Regions from separate parts of the Mus musculus genome. Here regions 2 and 3 are each linked to region 1. Evidence: chromatin contacts called from public Micro-C and promoter capture Hi-C data. All regions are on one chromosome and are shown on one strand. Each heading gives the region's core, a stretch centred on a gene start, on an enhancer-like site or on the middle of the called end of the contact. The rest is flanking DNA. Distances are from core to core; before and after follow the strand shown. Region 1 holds the start of Ocel1 (occludin/ELL domain containing 1). Region 2 holds the start of Rfxank (regulatory factor X-associated ankyrin-containing protein). Region 3 holds the start of Ddx49 (DEAD box helicase 49).

Region 1 (2,763 bases), core at 96-2,595:
TGGCCACGCAGATCCCCTCCCTAGGGAGGCAGACTGAGTTTAGGGCCAGCCTGGTATACACAGAAAATTATAGGCCAGACAGGGCCACATAGTGGGACCTTGACTCCATCTTCCAAAAATAGCACAAGAAAGGCTTGTCAGGCGGCTCAGTTGGTAAAGACACTTGCCACAAAGCCTGACAGCCTGAGTTCCACCCCAGAGCATGAGCAAAATAAGCAGTAAGAGTTAGGGACAAAAAAGCCAATCAAAAACTATATTTAGCCAGGCACTGGTGGCGCACGCCTTTAATCCCAGCACTTGGGAGGCAGAGGCAGGTAGATTTCTGAGTTCAAGGCCAGCCTGGTCTACAGCGTGAGTTCCAGGACAGCCAGGGCTATACAGAGAAACCCTGTCTCAAACAAACAAACAAAAAACAACAACAAAAACAAAATTAAAAACTAATAAATATATTTGGGCCGGGAGTAGTGGTGCATGCCTTTAATCCCAGCACTTGAGAGGCAGAGGAAGGCAGATTTCTGAGTTTAAGGTCAGCCTGGTCTACAAAGTGAGGACAGCCAGGGCTACACAGAGAAACCCTGTCTCGAAAAACCAAAAAAAAATATATATACATATATATGTGTGTGTGTGTGTATATAAATATAGATAGATAGGCTGGAAAGATGGCTCAGTGGATAAGAGCACCGACTGTTCTTCCGGAGGTCATCAGTTAAATCCCAGCAACCACATGATGGCTCACAACCATCTGTACAGCTACAATATTCTCATATACATGAAATAAATCTTTAAAAATAAATATATTAACTGTAATGGTAACTTCAGGGAGTCTGACATGCACACACACATAGTTAGCATAATAAACGTCACTTCTTAGGGTCTAGGGAGATGACTCAGTGTAAGAGTGTGACTCAAGTATGCAGATCTAGGTTCCAACCCCTAGTACTCTTGTAAAATGGCAGAGGTGGGGAGCAGGAACCTATCAACCCAGTGCTAGGAGGGAGATACAAGCAGATCTACCTGGAGCCCGCTGGCCAGCCAGAATACCTAAACAGGGACCATCAGGTTTCGGAGAAACTGTCAAAAAAAAAAAAGTAGGGCTGTACGACACTCAACGACCTGTATTGGTCTCTGAGTATGTACAAGGTCACACACACACAAAAATAATACAATTGCTAAAGAAAAAAATAAATTGGTAAACAAAAAAAAAAAAGCAGAAAGAAAAGAAAAAAAAAAAACTACCTTATTTTCCCAATAGACTGGGGTAAATGAATAGGCCAAACAGCATAGTGAAGGGCTGATTCCAACCCAGAGAGGAACACGCGCCGCAGGCTCCGCCCACCCTGAGAGCCCCGCCCTAGCGGCCGAGCGCCCGTGCCAACGGCTCCACCCGCAGTTCCTGCACAGCTGCGTTCCCGGCGGCAGGGCCAGACGGGGCTCTGGGACAGGTGACACCGAGTGGGATCCTCGGATAACCACAGGCGGGCGGGGGCTGGAAGCTTTGTGGGCCGTAACCCCGCGAGGCAAGAGGCGAAGGGGTCGTCTCGACTCGGACCCCAGTCGCCCTCCGCTGCTTTGCGCTCTTCCGGTTTCAAGAATGGGGCGGGGCCCGCGCTGCACCGCCAGCCACTCTCGAGCATGACGCCGCGGTGACGTCGCGGCGCCTCGTCAGTGCCCCTTTCCGGGATCCGCACTCTGGGTTGCGCGGCCAGCCAACCGCGCTCGCGTATGCAAATACATGCAGGTCCCGCCTCCAGGCGCGGCCGGCGGGGTCCTCTGGCCAGGCTCTCAGGCCCGGAAGCCACTTGCAATTCGCGCCCTGCCGCCAGGGGGCGCCAGAGAGCTGCAGCCCCACGCATGCCTGCCCCGGAGCGTCCGCGCTCCAGACGGCCGCAGAGCCAGCCCGGGCCGGGAGAGCTCTGCGTGAGGCCCCGGAAGATCGTGTTTGCGGATGAGCTGCGCCCCCGGGAGCCACTGCACCCTGAGAAGCATCCCAGAGATCTGGGACCCCGCCTCAACCCAGTACCTGACTACGAGCTGTGAGTGCCCACTCGTTGTAAGACCAGGTCTGGTCGTCTAGTCCAAGATAGCCCCTACCTTAGTCTCCTGAATTCATCATACCCACGTTCCCTCAGAGCTTCTTAATGCCTGGGAAACAGAAAGGGGCATTGAGGCTGGGGTTTTGATGGGCGAATAAGAGTTTATGAAATTAGGAAACGGAATTGGTGGTAGAAGGCATTTTGATTTGGTGGTCAGCACTGGCAAAGGAAAGCCAATTGCCGGGCCTAGCAGTGGTGACACACGCCTGTAATCCCAGCACTTGGGAGGCAGAGGCAGGCGGATTTCTGAGTTCGAGGCCAGCCTAGTCTATAGAGTAAGTTCCAGGACAGCCAGGGCTACACAGAGAAACCCTGTCTCAAAAAAACCAAAAGAAAAGAAGAAGAAAAGCCAATTGCCATGATGGGTGGAAAGACAGATTTCCCTCTACTTATACACTGACTGACCCCTTCCAACCTGGTAGTAAGTACCCACCAGTGACCAACAGAAGGGACCGGAGCCGCTATGCCGCAGTGTTCCAGGACCAGTATGGCGAGTTCTCGGAGCTCCAGCGGGAGGTGGGGGCCACACAGGCTAAGCTCCAGCAACTGGAGGCCCTGCTGCTGTCGCTGCCCCCGCCACGAAGCCAGGTCAGCCCAGGAACTCCTGTGCCCCAGCTTCCTGCGGCTGTGCAGCTTCTACTGGGTGGCATGCTGTCAGGGTCATGGTGGC
Region 2 (2,763 bases), core at 191-2,690, 1.2 Mb before region 1:
CTCACTCTGTAGACCAGGCTGGCCTCAAACTCAGAGATCCACCTGCCTCTGCTTCCCAAGTGCTGGAATTAAAGGCGTGCGCCACCACGCCCAGCAGGAATATATATTTTATATATACTTCTACATACATGTACCATATTACACACACACACACACACACACATACACGACAATAAAAATAACCTAGGAGGGTGGAGGGGAAGAGTGATGAAAGCAGAGATGTGGTCTGGAACTTGACAGTCTCCCTCACCAGAGCCCAGAGTGGTTCTCACCCTGCAGTGAGGATGCACTGGCATCTGCTTCAGGATTCACAGCGTCTGGGGTGCAGGGGAACAGGCTGAGGACGACAGTGTCTGAGTTCTCTGGGGACTCATCTCTGGTGTCCTCAGGATCCTCTAGGTCAGGAACAGGAGGTTGCTGGTTTGGGACAAGGTTCTCTGCAACCTGAGTGGGCTCCATGGAGGAAGCTGGAGTGAAGAGATGACAGTAATTAGCCAAATCTCGTGGTCCCCAAGATGGCTCAGTTGGTAAAGGCGCTTGTCACCAAGTCAGATGACCCAATTTTGATTCCAGGAACCCACAGGGTGGAGGGAAAAAACTGACCCTGGTAAATTGTCCTCTGACCTCCACACCAAACCCACAGCACAGCCTGCCCACAAAATAAATGAATAAATGAGTTCTTATCTGGGGCTGGAGCTTGGTTAGGTGGGGCATGATAGTGCACACCTTTAGTCCTAGTACTTGGGAGGCAGAGGCAGGTAGATCCCTTTGAGTTCAAGACTAGCCTAGTCTAAATAGTGAATTCCAGGACAGCCATGGTCTGCATATTGAGCCTTGCTTTATGACGCCGGGAAAACTGTGGCTTTAGATAAATATCATTGTTAATAAATTAACACCAGAAGCCAAGGCAATAAAATGAGGGTTCTGGCAGCAGTCTGGGTTCCAATCACTTACAAGCTATAAAAACCTAGTCTATGACTAAGCTGAGCCTCATTCCCTCGTTAATAAGGTGAAGATGTAAGGCCTCAGAGAGGTCATATCAGAAAACATCATAGAGAGATACTAATGTCAAACTTATCAATGTCCCACTGTGGTTATTTGGGCCGGAATCCCCCAAAATGACTTAGGACTCAACAAAAGATGCGACGTGTAAGATCCACTCACCTCCCTCCAGCCTCCTCTGTGTCCCTACGCTGCCAGCCTTGGTCTTCCAAAACTCAGGAAGCTCTGTTCACAAACTTTTCTGGTTCAGTAGATCTCGTAAAGAGCAAGTTGGTGACCAGACGCTCAGTTCTCTAGCTTCCTCTCCTGGGACATAGAGCAGCAACTTAATACGCGACGACTACTCCTACTGGAAAACTCCTCCACTGCGCCTGCGCACCCTTGCCCTGCAAAAGTACCAAAAAATAAAAAATAAAAACCCGAAGCTGCTTCTAGCGCTTTAAGACTGGAGGGAGGAGCGTGGCTTCCGCTGAGGCCAATGGGTACAGTGGCGCATGCGCACGCTATCCTTCCTAAAGGGCTGAAGGAGCCTTAGACTCGCTGAAGATTTTATTGCGCGTGCGCTTCCCCGCCCCATGCACCGCCCCCTCCTGTCTGCCCCAATCGGATCCACAGACGGTGGGAGGGCGGAGCATTTGCCCCACGGGGCGGAGACACATGGGCGGGACTTGTCAAATTTAAAGAGACCGAATATTATTGTTACTTTGTCCATAACAATTTCCCTGCCCTGGTCCCTGAGAATTATCTGTACGTGTAGCAGGGAGTCCTTGACGAGGCATACTATAACATCAAGAAATCTCTATCCTCCCGACACGCTCGCATAGGACTGCCTCCTTCCGTCTATCTCGTGTCTGAATAGAAGTTACCTCGTAAGAGGAGCCAGCGCACAGGACGCCAGAACCCATACCTGAACGTTTAAACGTCTCAACCTCCCGACTTCCGCTTCCGGTTTCTGGGCTCTGCTGGCTGCCTTCACTATGGAAGAACCTGAGATGCAGCTGAAGGGAAAGAAAGGTGTTGCGGGACCCTAGAGGGGTTGGAGGGGCCTAGAGAGGGCAACGCGGGAAGGTACATGACAAAGAGCCGCCGTAGACCTCCCGGCCTGCGGGGTTCGATGGAAAAGGGAGGCCGGTGTCTCCCGCCGGGAGGTGTTGTGATGTATAATGATCCCGGGCAGGAAAAGGCTCTTTTCTACTTCTGAGATAAGGTCCCGGGATGTAACCCTGGCTATATTGGAACTCGCTGTGTAGACCGGGATGGTCTCAAACCTCTCTGCCTTCTGAGAGTTGGAATTAAAAGCAGAATCCATCCAGGTCCCTGCTCAGTGTAATGTGGTTTTTAGCCTGTGAATACGTAAAGGAGTATGTGGGCTTGGTGGCGCAATACTCTAATCCTCTCTTCTCAAGAGACAAGAAATTGAAGGCCAGTTTGGTCTGCACATTGAAACTCAAATCTCGAGAGAAGAGCTGGGGCTTTAGCTCAGTCGTAAACACTTTGACCAGCGCATTCAAAGCTCTGGGTTTGATCCCCGACACTGCAAAATATATTAAGGACCAGATAAGTAGATTATTTTCTTTAGCTGATGGGAGCCCTGCGTGGTAAGAGGAGTTGGTGTCATCTGCCACCATTAGCCTGGTCAGAGCTTGTCTGATACAGGAAGGAGTGGGGGATGAAGGGGACTGAAGTTGGAAGCAACAGGATCCTTGATGGATGGAGCAGGAAGAATAGAGATTTCCTGACTGGGAAAGCTGTTGGTCAAAG
Region 3 (2,763 bases), core at 153-2,652, 1.1 Mb before region 1:
AAAGGCTGCTGTCTTGCCACTTCCTGTTTTTGCACAGCCCAAGCAGTCCCGACCTAGGCAGATGGCAAAGCAGCATCAGTGTGGAGCAAGGGCCATGATTGGTCCCTTGGGCATTCCCTCATTATTGTAAGAAATAGATGGGTATGGTCTGCTTTTAGTACGAGGTGAGCTTACAGTTCACTAGAGCTACAGATGAGTTGGAGGCACTGGGTCCTTCTCTCCCCTAGTTAGTCTAAGACTCGGAGAGTTACAGGTGCTCTGCTATGTGACTGAGCCCATGATTAGAAAGGAAGGGCAGCCAGGCAGTAGTGGCGCACACCTTTAATTTCAGCACTTGGGAGGCAGAGGCAGGCAGATTTCTGAGTTCAAGGCCAGCCTGTTCTACAGAGTGAGTTCCAGGACAGCCAGGGCTATACAGAGAAACCCTGTCTCAAAAAAACAAAAAAACAAGGGAAAAAAAAAAGAAAGAAAAGAGAATAGAAGAGAGGCAGCCTCAAGACCCAAACTATTCATTAGAGAAGACTTGGGGCCCCAATGGACCAATGGGATGGGGAATTTGGGGAGGGGAAAAGCCCTGCAGGTCTATGGAAGAAAAGGTCAGGAATTTCCCATATTTGGGGAAAGGCTTCAAAAACTTGCTTGAAATCACCACACCAGCTATTTTTGCCTTTTCTCTATGCTGGTACCCCTTTCTCCAGAATTGAATATTTAAAACTGTTTCATTTCCACTAGTCCCTTGAACGTGTTATTATCTAATTTCCAACAATTATTATAATTGCTTGTTTGAAACAAATTTTCAGGTAGCCCAGGCTGGTCTGCAACTTGCTACCAAACTGAGGATCACCTTGAACTCCTGATCCTCTTGCTTCCACCTGCTCAGTATTGAGATGACTGAGAGTCACCACGTCCGGCTCCAAGGACGCCTCTTTAATGGCAAAAGTGAACTGGGTCGAAGAGCACTGACACAAACACGGAGCATTGGTTTTTACCTGGAGTTTGACGGCTTCTACGTCAAAGCCAGCTCTACCCTTTTTTTTTTTCAGTGCCATGTTTTAGTCATTCACCGATCTCTCCCTATGCTCGGGTGCTACGAAAACTTAAGAGGTGCCACCCATCACCTGTGTGATAATGAACACGAGTCGGTCGCAGCGTAAATGTCAATGCTGCGGGTCAGGGTCCCCGAAACACTCAATGCTGTCCTGATTCCTGGAACCCAAGTGGGGCTAAGGAAGAGCGGGCAAAGAAAGGCATTAAAAGAAAGGCGAGAACTCACCTTCCAGGATGGCCGGAATGCACCCGAGCTGCACCGGCGTGGGCTGCTTCAACCCCAGCTGTCGACACTGTTCTACCAGCCACGACGACAACCCGATCTCAGCGAACCCCGCCATGCTCCAGACCCGGGCAGAGAACCTAGAAATGAGTGCTTCCGGCGCGTGAATGCTACGTCACGTCCACCCCGGCGCAGTCCGGCCTGGAAAAGTTGTGAGAGGACGTTGGCGGAGGAATGTGACGTCACGGAGAGACCCTCTCCAGATCCTTCAACCAATCCGAGCTTTGACCGCTTTTCAGTGTTTTGGTTCTGAAGGCCTTGTGTTTGTTGACGGAATCCGAACTATAGTTCTCGGGAGGCTTTGCAAGGTTTCTTTTTCATCGCCTCTGATTTGTCCCATAGAACTACGTTTCCCAGAGTTCCTGACGACGGGGACCTGCTTCCGGCCTACGTGTCCCAGAAGAAGGTTGGTTAGAGGTGCGGTGACATGGCTCCTCCGGTTCCTGGCGCGGTCTCTGGCGGCTCCGGAGAGGTAGATGAGCTGTTCGACGTGAAGAACGCTTTCTACATCGGCAGCTACCAGCAGTGCATCAACGAGGCTCAGCGCGTGAAGGTGGGCAGCGTGCGGAGCAGCTTCCGGCGCGCTCTGAGGTTCTGGTCCGAGGACTCGGTTTCTCTTATAATTAGGGATGGTTTTCAATTTACTCTGTAACCGAGGCTAACCTTGAGGTCCTGCGCCTCCAGTCTTCACCCCTCCAGTGCTAGGATGACAGGTGTGCACCCCTGTGCCAAGCTTCCAACTTTCTGGTGGTTGATTGACAGGGGCTCACTTTATAGCCCAGGCTGACCTGAAGTCAGGGTAATGGTGAGGTGACAGGTGTGCGCCACTAGCTCCATCATAAAACCTCTTACTGTTTCGTTTTTAAACCCCCCCCGCCCCCCTTTTTTAAGTGTCTAAAGTCAGGCATCATGGTGCACGCCTTCTATTCCAGCACTTGGGAGGCTGATCTCTGTAAGTTTAGGGTCAGCCTGATCTTCATAAGCAGTTCTAGGTCAGTTCGGGTAATACTGTAATCTGTCTTAATAATAGTCCTAAACCGGAGGTAGCTTGGTGTGCCTTAAATCCCAGCACCCAGAGGCAGAGGCAGTCAAGTCTCTGAGTTTTGGACCACTCTGATCTACATAGCGACTTCCAGGACAGCCAGGGTGCTACAGAAAAACCCCGTCTTGAACTGTACCCTCCTCGCCTCCCCCACTCCCCCCAAAAGGGAAGTTTGGTTATAAAAGAAGACAGTCTCCTTTAGCCCAGGCTGGCCTCAGACTCCCCATGTTGCTGAAGAGCACTGAATTCCTGATGGCCATGCCTGCTCTCTGGAGTGCTGGGATCATAGTGTGCACAGCCAAAGCACAGCTTCGATGCAAATGCTCCACAGGCTAAATCCTTGCCCTGGTTTTGTTTTATGTTTTAAGCAGCTTCATATAGCCCAGGCTGT

The links. A called contact is a pair of places that touch in the nucleus more often than the background predicts. Capture Hi-C pulls out chosen DNA fragments and counts their contacts.
Region 2: a promoter capture Hi-C map of liver shows a contact between it and region 1, with 2.4 times the contacts expected there. The contact joins the promoter of Rfxank here to the promoter of Ocel1 in region 1. A contact is called at or near these places in 1 of 39 promoter capture datasets (embryonic stem cells) and 1 of 9 other capture datasets (liver).
Region 3: a contact with region 1 is called in a Micro-C map of embryonic stem cells, with 6 times the contacts expected there. The contact joins the promoter of Ddx49 here to the promoter of Ocel1 in region 1. A contact is called at or near these places in 3 of 484 Hi-C or Micro-C datasets (CD4 T cells, CD8 T cells and embryonic stem cells), 4 of 115 datasets of contacts at active chromatin or transcription factors (embryonic stem cells, extraembryonic endoderm stem cells, large pre-B cells and 1 more) and 1 of 9 other capture datasets (adipose tissue).

What each region holds. Positions count from the first base shown.
Region 1 is chr8:71,369,953-71,372,715 of GRCm38.p6, forward strand. Ocel1 (occludin/ELL domain containing 1) reads left to right here and starts at 1,346. Exons shown (of 4, transcript NM_029865.2): 1 at 1,346-2,033; 2 at 2,516-2,681. The coding sequence starts at 1,723.
Region 2 is chr8:70,137,757-70,140,519 of GRCm38.p6, forward strand. Rfxank (regulatory factor X-associated ankyrin-containing protein) reads right to left here and starts at 1,441. Exons shown (of 9, transcript NM_011266.2): 1 at 1,165-1,441; 2 at 273-467. The coding sequence starts at 459. It overlaps Gm45929 (predicted gene, 45929), which reads left to right and starts at 1,743. Exons shown (of 9, transcript NM_001310055.1): 1 at 1,743-2,016. Borcs8 (BLOC-1 related complex subunit 8) reads left to right here and starts at 1,743. Exons shown (of 6, transcript NM_001145552.2): 1 at 1,743-2,016. The coding sequence starts at 1,980.
Region 3 is chr8:70,301,050-70,303,812 of GRCm38.p6, forward strand. Ddx49 (DEAD box helicase 49) reads right to left here and starts at 1,403. Exons shown (of 13, transcript NM_001024922.2): 1 at 1,274-1,403; 2 at 1-53. The coding sequence starts at 1,388. Cope (coatomer protein complex, subunit epsilon) reads left to right here and starts at 1,718. Exons shown (of 10, transcript NM_021538.2): 1 at 1,718-1,883. The coding sequence starts at 1,758.